3 separate regions of the Mus musculus genome follow, and regions 1 and 2 are each linked to region 3. Evidence: chromatin contacts called from public Hi-C data. All regions are on one chromosome and are shown on one strand. Each heading gives the region's core, a stretch centred on a gene start, on an enhancer-like site or on the middle of the called end of the contact. The rest is flanking DNA. Distances are from core to core; before and after follow the strand shown.

The links. A called contact is a pair of places that touch in the nucleus more often than the background predicts.
Region 1: a Hi-C map of liver shows a contact between it and region 3, with 2.2 times the contacts expected there. The contact joins the promoter of Abcb11 here to the enhancer-like site in region 3. A contact is called at or near these places in 4 of 39 promoter capture datasets (cranial neural crest, embryonic stem cells and frontonasal cranial neural crest), 1 of 484 Hi-C or Micro-C datasets (liver) and 1 of 9 other capture datasets (liver).
Region 2: a Hi-C map of bone marrow-derived macrophages shows a contact between it and region 3, with 15 read pairs. The contact joins the promoter of Dhrs9 here to the enhancer-like site in region 3. A contact is called at or near these places in 5 of 39 promoter capture datasets (the 3T3-L1 cell line, embryonic stem cells, hippocampal neurons and 1 more), 1 of 15 datasets of contacts at CTCF or cohesin (the NIH/3T3 cell line), 1 of 484 Hi-C or Micro-C datasets (bone marrow-derived macrophages), 3 of 115 datasets of contacts at active chromatin or transcription factors (embryonic basal ganglia, embryonic fibroblasts and pancreatic cancer cells) and 1 of 9 other capture datasets (adipose tissue).

What each region holds. Positions count from the first base shown.
Region 1 is chr2:69,341,311-69,344,404 of GRCm38.p6, reverse strand. Abcb11 (ATP-binding cassette, sub-family B (MDR/TAP), member 11) reads left to right here and starts at 1,789. Exons shown (of 28, transcript NM_021022.3): 1 at 1,789-1,888.
Region 2 is chr2:69,379,175-69,382,251 of GRCm38.p6, reverse strand. Dhrs9 (dehydrogenase/reductase (SDR family) member 9) reads right to left here and starts at 1,790. Exons shown (of 5, transcript NM_175512.2): 1 at 1,621-1,790. It overlaps Gm36393 (a long non-coding RNA gene), which reads left to right. Exons shown (of 6, transcript XR_003953850.1): 5 at 1-1,800.
Region 3 is chr2:68,794,865-68,797,877 of GRCm38.p6, reverse strand. No RefSeq gene overlaps it. Among named protein-coding and RNA genes, the nearest start is that of Gm36174, 26 kb to the left of the region's middle. Within about 2 kb of position 1,252, at least 42 of the 459 cell types and tissues checked have an H3K27ac peak or open chromatin away from gene starts, as enhancers often do. A contact at or near this core is called in adipose tissue, bone marrow-derived macrophages and liver, where this site is marked.

The DNA of each region.
Region 1 (3,094 bases), core at 540-3,039, 550 kb before region 3:
CTTGCAGCTGGATCTTATGGAGGTCTTTCCTCAAGGGAGGTTCCTTTCTCTGTGATAACTCCAGCTTGTGTCAAGTTGACACACAAAACCAGCCAGTAGAGCAAGCATCATTACCATAGCTAAATCGAGAAGCAAGTGCTAGAACCTAATTATGAAGCCAGTTCCTTTTGCTTCTCTCTGTAATGAGTTAAACCTCCCTACTCTACCAAAGTACAGCCAATTATGTTGTGTTAGATAATTGGTGTTGAGTTTTTCCAATTCATTTTGATCTGCAGGGCTATAATAACCAAACAAGAGTTGATAGTTGGTGGAAGACTTCTCCACAAAACCATTCCTATTATTCTGAGCCACAGGGCTAACATTCCAGTCTGTCTGCAATTCATCTCCTTGATTCTGAAAACTGTTCTTGGCCTACCTTCACCTTCTTAGGTAAGCATGCATACCACTGTATTGTAACCTTTATGCTCAGTAGCCATCTCTGGTGTGGTGGGTATGCTTTAAGAACCACAGTCTTGCAAGCTCAGCCTTTTTTCTTGTCCTCTCTCTGGCCTGGAAGAAATGAAGATAGTGTAAAGAGATGCTATGTGTCTCTCCATCTGACCATCAGACTACTGTAGTGAATCTGGTCCTCCCACCTCCAAATTGAAATTTCCTCAGGAATCTCACTCTGGGAGAAGAAAGAGATACCAGCCAGAGCAAGAACTAGTCTCTTGAGACTTCACACAAGTCTCACAACTTGGTAGACCACTTCAGGAACCAGCCTGAAGCCCAGTCAGTGGTGGGCAGGATCATATTTTAACTGGCACTGCTAAGATGTGCATTTGGTGTTCTAATTAAATTCTGGTCTCATTTCAGGAGCCCAAAACTGGATATACACTGGATCTCTGTATTTTTTTCCCAATGTGGAACACTGAATAAATCTCCTTTCTCTGCTTTCTATTACTAACTTGGCTATTTTATTGGCCTATAGAAGGCAGCTGATCGGTTCTGACTTGGAGCACAAGTTGGGACCCCATGTCCAGTAACAATCTTACATCCCCTTTCCAGGAAGAAATATAAAAACTAAATAGCATTTTGAATCATATGGCCATATTACTTTTTATAATACAATGCAATTGAAATTAATGAAGAAGAAAAATGGTAAAACTTGTTTTTTTAAAGAAATATGTGGAGATTAATAGTAAGAAGGCATACGAAAAGTCACAGCCAGTTCTAAGCTTATTTGCTTTGAGGTTTTGTTAATGGGAATGTGTTTTTTAAAGTAATGCATTTCTACTTATACAGCGCTGCAGCTAGTGGGCAGAGCTTGAGGCTATTGACTGCTCAGACCAGAGTTCAAGGGTCATCTGTGTGCACAGAGTTCTGAGCAGAAGGCAATTGCATGTTATCAATTCTCCATGAAACTTTGGGGCTGGCTCCAGATCACTGAGGGCCTGCAACCCAGGATGTCACAAGGGTCACTTCAAATAGAGCAGAGACGATAAGAAGTAGTTTGGTCCTGTTAGATTTTTTTAAAGTTACTTTTTAAAACCTAGGGCTTAAAAAAGAAGAGTCGGGCCTCTCACCAGGCTCTCTACCATGAGGCCCCACTCTCGGGCAACTGGGCATTTTCTAAAGCTTGTTGATACCCTCAGAAGGTCCCCACGCACTCTGGGTTTGGGTTCCTGCTTTGAGTATGTTCGACCTTTCCTCTCATGTCACTGAACTGTGCTAGATCTGGACTTTAGGCCATTGACCTATAAGCAAATAGATAGTGTTCTTAAAAAAGCCTGATTTCTGTTCAATGCTTTATTACCATGAAAACTGAACTTGGAAAGGGGTGTACAACCCTGACTTTCCACAGTGGCGTCTCTCGCTTCTCCTGGCTCCCTCAAATTCACATCTGTAGGTAAGTGACTCTCATTTGCCTATGGCGTTTTTTAAGTCTTTGCTTTCCGAGTCTGTTTTATTTGGTAGTCTCAGTTTATGGGGGAGGGTTGTGGTTCAGATTTACCAAAAGCCCAACCTTGTCATCCAGTAAAGCTACAGTGCTTGGGTAGACGTGTGAAGACAAATGGCTGACTTCTTAGTATTATATACAGTGAGGGAGGCCTGGTAACGGTCTTACAGCAGTGCTATTTTGTACTTCAGTTGTCTCAAAAATGTGTGTGTGTGTGTGGCAAAATTAGGTGAATGGATTGAAAAAAGAGATCACCCAAAATAAAAACCCCAGAGAGATGTCCTTTAAACTTGGCATTATAGAAGCATGATTTGAACTAATAATCACAAAATCCCAAGACTTATCGGAGATGTTAAAGTGTTAACCCCTCACTAGCTTCCGTTGTTCTCAGGATAAAGCCCCAATCCCCAGGGTTAAAGATCACAAGGAACCAAGGGATCGACAGCTGCTCCAGAGATGGCCCTGTACTCCCCAGACCTAGTGGGGAGTCCATCCTTCGTCCCTTGCTCCTATTCTGTCTCTGGGGTCTGGGCCTTCTATGTGTTCTTCCCTCCTCTCCACCTTCCCTTGTCTACTTTGGGTTTTCCTCCCAAATCCAAGGTGAATATGCACATTCCAGAGCCTTCCCAGGCTAGTGCCCATGCTTCTCCCTCAGCCAAGGTCTGTAGTTTTCCATGAATTCTGTCACCTGTCTTCTGTCCCCTCCGGAAGCTCCACTAGGGTAAATCAGGTTACAAGGTTTGGCACACTAAATATTTTAGTCGGGAAGTAACCTCCTTGAGAACTCCCCCACTGTTCTGAACTGACTTTGTGTGGCTGGGATGGGAAGAGGACACCCAGTGCAGAAGGCTCTTCCGTAAAGAGCCCGAGAGTGAATGCAGCAGGAACATTCACTTTGTGTCAGAGATCCTCGATGACGCAACCAAAGACAACAAAATGATGAGTGTAATAACTATATTTCAATAAAATCATGATTCAGAGAGGGAGGGGGAACGGCGGGGTCCTTGCTCTTACTGCAGTAGGATTGTAGGATTCTTCATTCTGAGACCAGCTTCTGAGAATCCATTTCTTCTTCCTTCCTCCCTCTCCCCCTTCCTTCCTCCCTCTCTCCCTCCCTTCCTCCCTCCCTCCCTTCCTTCTTATTTGCAATACCAG
Region 2 (3,077 bases), core at 541-3,040, 580 kb before region 3:
ATGCACTCGCTTGAAGAGGAAGATTAAAGTTGGACACCTGAAAAAAAAATCTAAGATGGATTAAAAGATGGAGCCAAGGACCCCAACACAAAATATGTTTGCAGGAAACAGCAATTGTTCTGTTGTGAATCTGGTGAAAAGCATATTAGCCGTGGTGATGACATAGCCAAGGTGAGATGGTACTCGGCATCCTGGAATGGTGAGTTCCCTCCCAGAACAGGAAGAAGAGACGTTTCCTTAGTTACATTTCACCAGAGTCCCTGCGGAAGGGCACAGCTCCACGCCCAGTGGGTGGTGGGAGAAGTTCTCAACTGTGCTTCCTCTGCAGCTCCAGCAGGGGCTGTCCTGCCTCACCAGAGGGACAAACACGTCTAAGGAGAACACTCTTAAATTAAAGCAATTTACCAGAGCATCTTTGCGAATGAATATTAATCTCCTAAAGTCCTTTTGGGTTTATTGTTTTGTCTGTGTGCCTTCTGACGGTAATGGCACATTAGGAGTCACTCTTAAATCTATGACCACAAAATACTAACTGCTAGCTGGAAGGGATTTCATGCAGAATGCTATTATAACGTATGGTCCCAAAGGAAGTTTAGAATTGAGTATATGTGTGTATCACTCCAGTGAGCATACTCAAATCTCTCACTGTCTTTTAACCACAGTTAGCTTTGCTCCAGAGGAAAATGTTAGTGTTTTTAAATTATATCCCTTGAGAATATGACATTTGTCACAAGGGTCTTGTCTCTTGCAATGTATGAAGTAACAAGTTTTCCTTGTATAAAGGTTTAGTCTAAAACTTGGACACCATTTTCAAATGTGAAAATATCCAGCACAAAAAATGAAAGAACTTTCCATTCTTACATCATGCCTCATCTAGCCAAGGGTATTTCAGAGCATTTAATATGTGCCAGGTGACACTAAGATATATAAAACCCGGACCCTAGCTTTGGGCCAAGAGTGTCACAAGGCTTTACAGAATTATTGCCCCCACCAGCTGAAACCCTAGTGTGTGCATGAGCATCTGAAATATCAAGTCACTTTATCATAAAATGTGGATTTTTTTTTCTTTCTGACAGCTCAGAACCCTGGGCCAGCATGCTCCTTAGAAATACTTTTCTTCATCCCCAACATTGTTTTTCTTTTCTAGTTTAGTGTTCATCTACATGTGTTTACAGAAACTGATAATACTGGGAAAGTAGGTGGAGAAACAGATTAGTCCGCACTTGGTGGTTATGGGTCCACCCCCAGGCACTCTTTAACATGTCCACAACTCTTGGAAAGCTGAGGTCACCAATTTCTCATTAGTCTTCAAAGCCACAGAAGATGCCAAATAGGAATTGAGTGATGAGGGAGGGAGGGAGGGAGAGAGACAGAGAGGTATTTGGTTGTGACTGCAGGATGCTACAGGATAGTCACAGAGCCCTGTCCTAGGAGAGTTTCAGTCAAGTTCCTGGGCCGCCCAGATCATTTCTGTATGAGATGGACTTTGCTCCCATCCTTCTCAAACTGTTAAAGAAGCACAGTTGACCTCAGCTGAAAGACAACTTGGTTTGTTCTATAGGAACACGGAAAATCAAGGACATGAGTGAAGGGACAAACGATCGGACAGTCATCGGTTACCTCGCTGAAGATGACTCGCAGTGCAGAAGCTGAGGGCGACTTGCTCCGCTGCTGCAGATTGTCACCTTCCTGCTGTGGTCCAGGGGAAGGAAGTGCAGCTCCGTCAAGCTGATCCTCTCAAGGTGCCTGCGGTCTGCGGAGCTCTGAGACCTGCATGTGTGAAGACTTCCACTTCTCTCAGTGAGTCACACCTATTGCAACACCAAGTGGTGACTAAGTCTCTCCTCCGTGGATGGAGGGCGGGGAGATTGTAGGTCACAGGTTTCCAAAGGAATCGTCAGTGCTTTTTATAAATTAAGTGTGGCTAGCTAGAGAAAACTACTCATGCTATCTTGACCAAAGGAGGAGGCTGAAATCAAGTAACTAAGAAGCTTTTTTAAAAAAAAATTATTTTGTATCTTTTGTAAATCTCCTGGTGCAAGGAACTGATCATTTCACTGAAAAACAAACAAACAAACAAACAAACAAACAAACAATTTTTATGAGCAAGAAGATCAACATAATAAATGACCAAATATGGTTTGGGAATGATTTGTGGTTTCTTTTCCTAATTTGTGTTTTAAGGTATGACAAAACATCTAGAAAATGTCTCTGGAAGTGAAAACGAGAAAGGACTGCCCCCTCACCTCCAGCTGGCCTTTTCCAGAGCTGCTTCCAGCAGACCTGGCATTGCTTGGTGCCAGCTGAAGCTGTAAGGGGTGGGGGATGAGATGCCACCCACCTTCCCTGCAGCTTGCCAACTCCCCCCCCCCCCCAGCCTCTCCTACTCATGATAGTACAGGCAAGCCAACAGTGCACTGAAGTTTTACTTCTAATTTCAAGCTGTATTCTTCTGCTTCCACCTCTGCTCTGTTCCTTCTTGAAGAGTAGTTACTATTTCCTCCTCAGAGCAAGCAAATGAAAGAGCCCATCCCTCTACCGGAGTCTAGACAGGGCTACTGCTTTTTAAATTAGGTAGGTGTGGTTCCTAGTTCCTCCACAACGACAAAAGACTAGTTTATCCAGAAAAATATTTGGGGTACCTGATATATGCAAAATATACTTTCCCCCTTTAATAACGCTCAATACAGAGTACAGGCACAAACTTGTGGCCTCAGAGAAAAACCTCATGGATTGAAATCCATATGAAGACAGCTATGGTAATTAATCCTCCTTATAAGCAGGCTATTATTTCTGAGAGGTGGAGAGAGCCTCAGGCACCTGGGTGGTCCTGGAGGACTGAAGGGAAAGGCCAAAGAAAAGGTTACACCTTTTGCAAGCTCTACTCAATAATCTCACTCAGTGCCGCTCTGTTTTTAAAAATTCCCCAAATGGACTTAAAAAAAATGAAATGTCGAGCCTGATTTGCATGCTATGGTTGGGAATTCTTGCCCTCTACTTGGCGTGGTCTCTCAGTACTGTTGATAAAACTGAAAGGTTCAGTGTCTAGGCATGTGGGGTAGAGGTGGGGGTGGGGT
Region 3 (3,013 bases), core at 3-2,502:
TAATAAATAATAATAACCCTTTTGTTTACAAATCCATAAGTCAAGAATGGCTTCTGTCTCTTGTCTTGTTAATAGACTGTACACACTGCCATCCTCTTACTATGAGATCATGTTGAACCACATTCTTCTTTCTGCTTTCAGAGAAACAACTCATGTGATCACACTGTAATAGTGGAATCATTAAAATAGCCCGACTTGCTAACATCAAAAAGCCTAGACATATGAATTTAAATATCAGAAAGTAGGCTAATTTTCTTTATTCTACTTGAGAGAGAGAGAGTGGGAGGTGAAGCAAATGGGACCAGTTAAGAACCTGAGGCTTTTGAAAACTGTGTCATATGATACAGGGGAAAATGGAGAAGTGATGTTCCACAGATAAGACCCACTTGAAATACAGGAATATAATAGTGTAATTATTGCAGTAAAGAACTCCTCTCGCAGCCTGTAGCAGAGCTTCACTGGGGACTTCTCTGCAGTAGTGGGATGCCTATTAGTTGCTCACTGGAGCAGCTGCGCTCAGTCTTTTTGGACTACAGCTCTTTGTGGATGACATTTAAATATGCATCCTTCCCACAGGAATGTCCAGATGTCAACAAGTTCGAAATATGTCATATGTGTGCAGAAATGAAGCACTGTGGTGATTTGTAATGGTGAGAGGAGCTGGAAGTAGTTCAGAGAAGGACAGGTTAGATCGCCATTCCCAACACATTTAGCTATTGCCACATCTTTTCTTCCATCCAGGAAGGCTATGGAGTTAGATAGAAAAGTTTAGGGAAGAGACTTTGAATCCATTCTTTTATTCTTTTTGTTATTAATTAAAACATTTGCCTTTGCTGGGAAGTGGTGGCACATGCCTTTAATCCCATTACTCAGAAGGCAGAGACAGGCAGATCTCTCAGAGTTCAAGGCCAGTCTGGTCTAGAGTAAGTTCCAGGACAGCCAGGACTACACAGAGAAACTGTCTCAAAACAACAACAAGCCCAAAACCCCAAAGCAAATAATAATAATAATAATAATAATAATAATAATAATAATAATGCCAGTAGGAATTCTTATTCCCATCAGTTATGGCTATGTCATTGAATTATAGGAAGGAAGGGGAAAGAAGAGAGGGGTGGTTTATAGGAAATAGAAACTGGGAAGCAAAACAAGAATGAAAGGAGAAGAATTTGAAAGCAGTGTGTCCTGTTACAGCACCTCTTGGCTTCCTCATGCCAGCGGCTGCAGATGGGAGACAAGGGAAGCACCCGACTTTATCCTTTGTCCAGAGTTCCAGGTCTGGGTTGCAGGCCAGAGGACGGTCGAGGATGAAGCAGCAGATCCCAGGACTTCTTATGGATAGGAAGAAGCCAGAAAAAAAGGCCTCCTTCCTTTTATGAGATTAAGATTACTTTGTCATCCAGGCTGGCTTCTCCTTTATGGTGCCCCCACCCCACCCCAGTCCCTCATGTCGGGGCTACAGGCACTTTTGACAGCCAGTCTAAGCCACTAAAACAGTTTCCTGGACTCACTGAGAAAAAAAAAATTCTCACTTACTGATTACCAAATACCTTGCCTTGTAAACATGTCCATTTCCTAAAAGTTCACTGTTTTAAAGGAGAGCATCCGTTTCGAAAGACTTTCATATCGCAATCTGTAACAGCACAAACTATTAAGTAATTCTGCAGGAATTTCAACATTAGGAAAGGGCTGTGTGTCACAATTATGAGAGGAAACAGCACATTCATGGACTCGACCGTGGCAGATTAGTAAGGAGACTCCTTATTGACATAAGAGTGAGATCAAAAGAAGCAGGTGACAAAGCTCCTGGTATTAGCACTGCTGGGTACCCTCTCAATTCCTGGTTCTGCAGGGGTCACAGGGTGTGTGAAGCATTATGTGACCCCTCCCAAGGGGACGTGAACAAACCTTTATTCATTCCATATAAGACACTATAGACAGACCAAACAGTTCCATCCAAATTCAGCTTGATGAAGCAAAGAGTTTATTGGGGTTCCTTACAGAAGCATGCAGGTTCTTTATGGAGGGATGAGTGATTTAAAGGCAGAGGCATCACTGGAAAGCCCTTCCAACTGGCATGAGTGACAACCCAGGAAAGCTGTACTCCAAGAACTCTCTAGTTGATTTGCAGCAGATCCACACGGATGCATTCCCCGCCCCACCCTGCCCCTGCTTTTATAACAGTAGACTGGTGCCTTGTGAGTCCTTTAATGTTCTGAGATTCTTCAGTCTTGTAATTCTCCCTCCTCCTTCCAGGAGGAAACGTTTCCATTCAGAGTAAATAGCTACACAACATCAGTAGGAAGCCATGAAGTTTGGAGCATGGTGAATGTTGGGAGCTGAGGCTGAAGGTAGAGAAGAGGAGACACCAGGCAAGCACAGCTAGGCCAGGAAGTTGCAGGAGATGGCTGAAGGAACTTGAGATTCAGTTGTTGTTTATGGTGCTCCTTCCAGAAGCCAGAGGGAACAAGAAGAGGAGAGTGGAGGTCTTGGAGGCCAGAGTACAGATGAGACAGGATAACTGGAGAATGACCTGCCCGGAGCATTTCTGCTGAGTTTGCCCCACCCTCCTGCCCCTTCCTTCATCCCTCTGCGATAATTGACAACAGGTTAAAAAAAACAACAACAACAACAACAAAAAAAAAAAAAACCAAAAAAACAATGGAGAATTGGAAAGCTATACTTTCCGAACATTGCAATGCTCCCCGTTTTGATTTGGGGCGACTTCCTTTGTGGGTAGGGAAGCAGATCACGTCTCAGGCTGTTGGTAGCCATAAGAGGCAATAAAGTCTGAATAAAAATTGAATCCTTCCCTGACTGCAAATATGATCAGGACATAAGTTGGTTTCTACAGACAAAAGGCCACGGAGATTAACAAATTGGTCCCCTGCTTCCACTCCACTTTAATTGCATGAGGACCCATAATCTGCCGGACTCAAGAGCTGTGCTTCCCGCTTACACAGGGCTGGCAGTCTTTGCTCATCAGTTCTGAAGAGGCTTGAAAAGCAAGGCT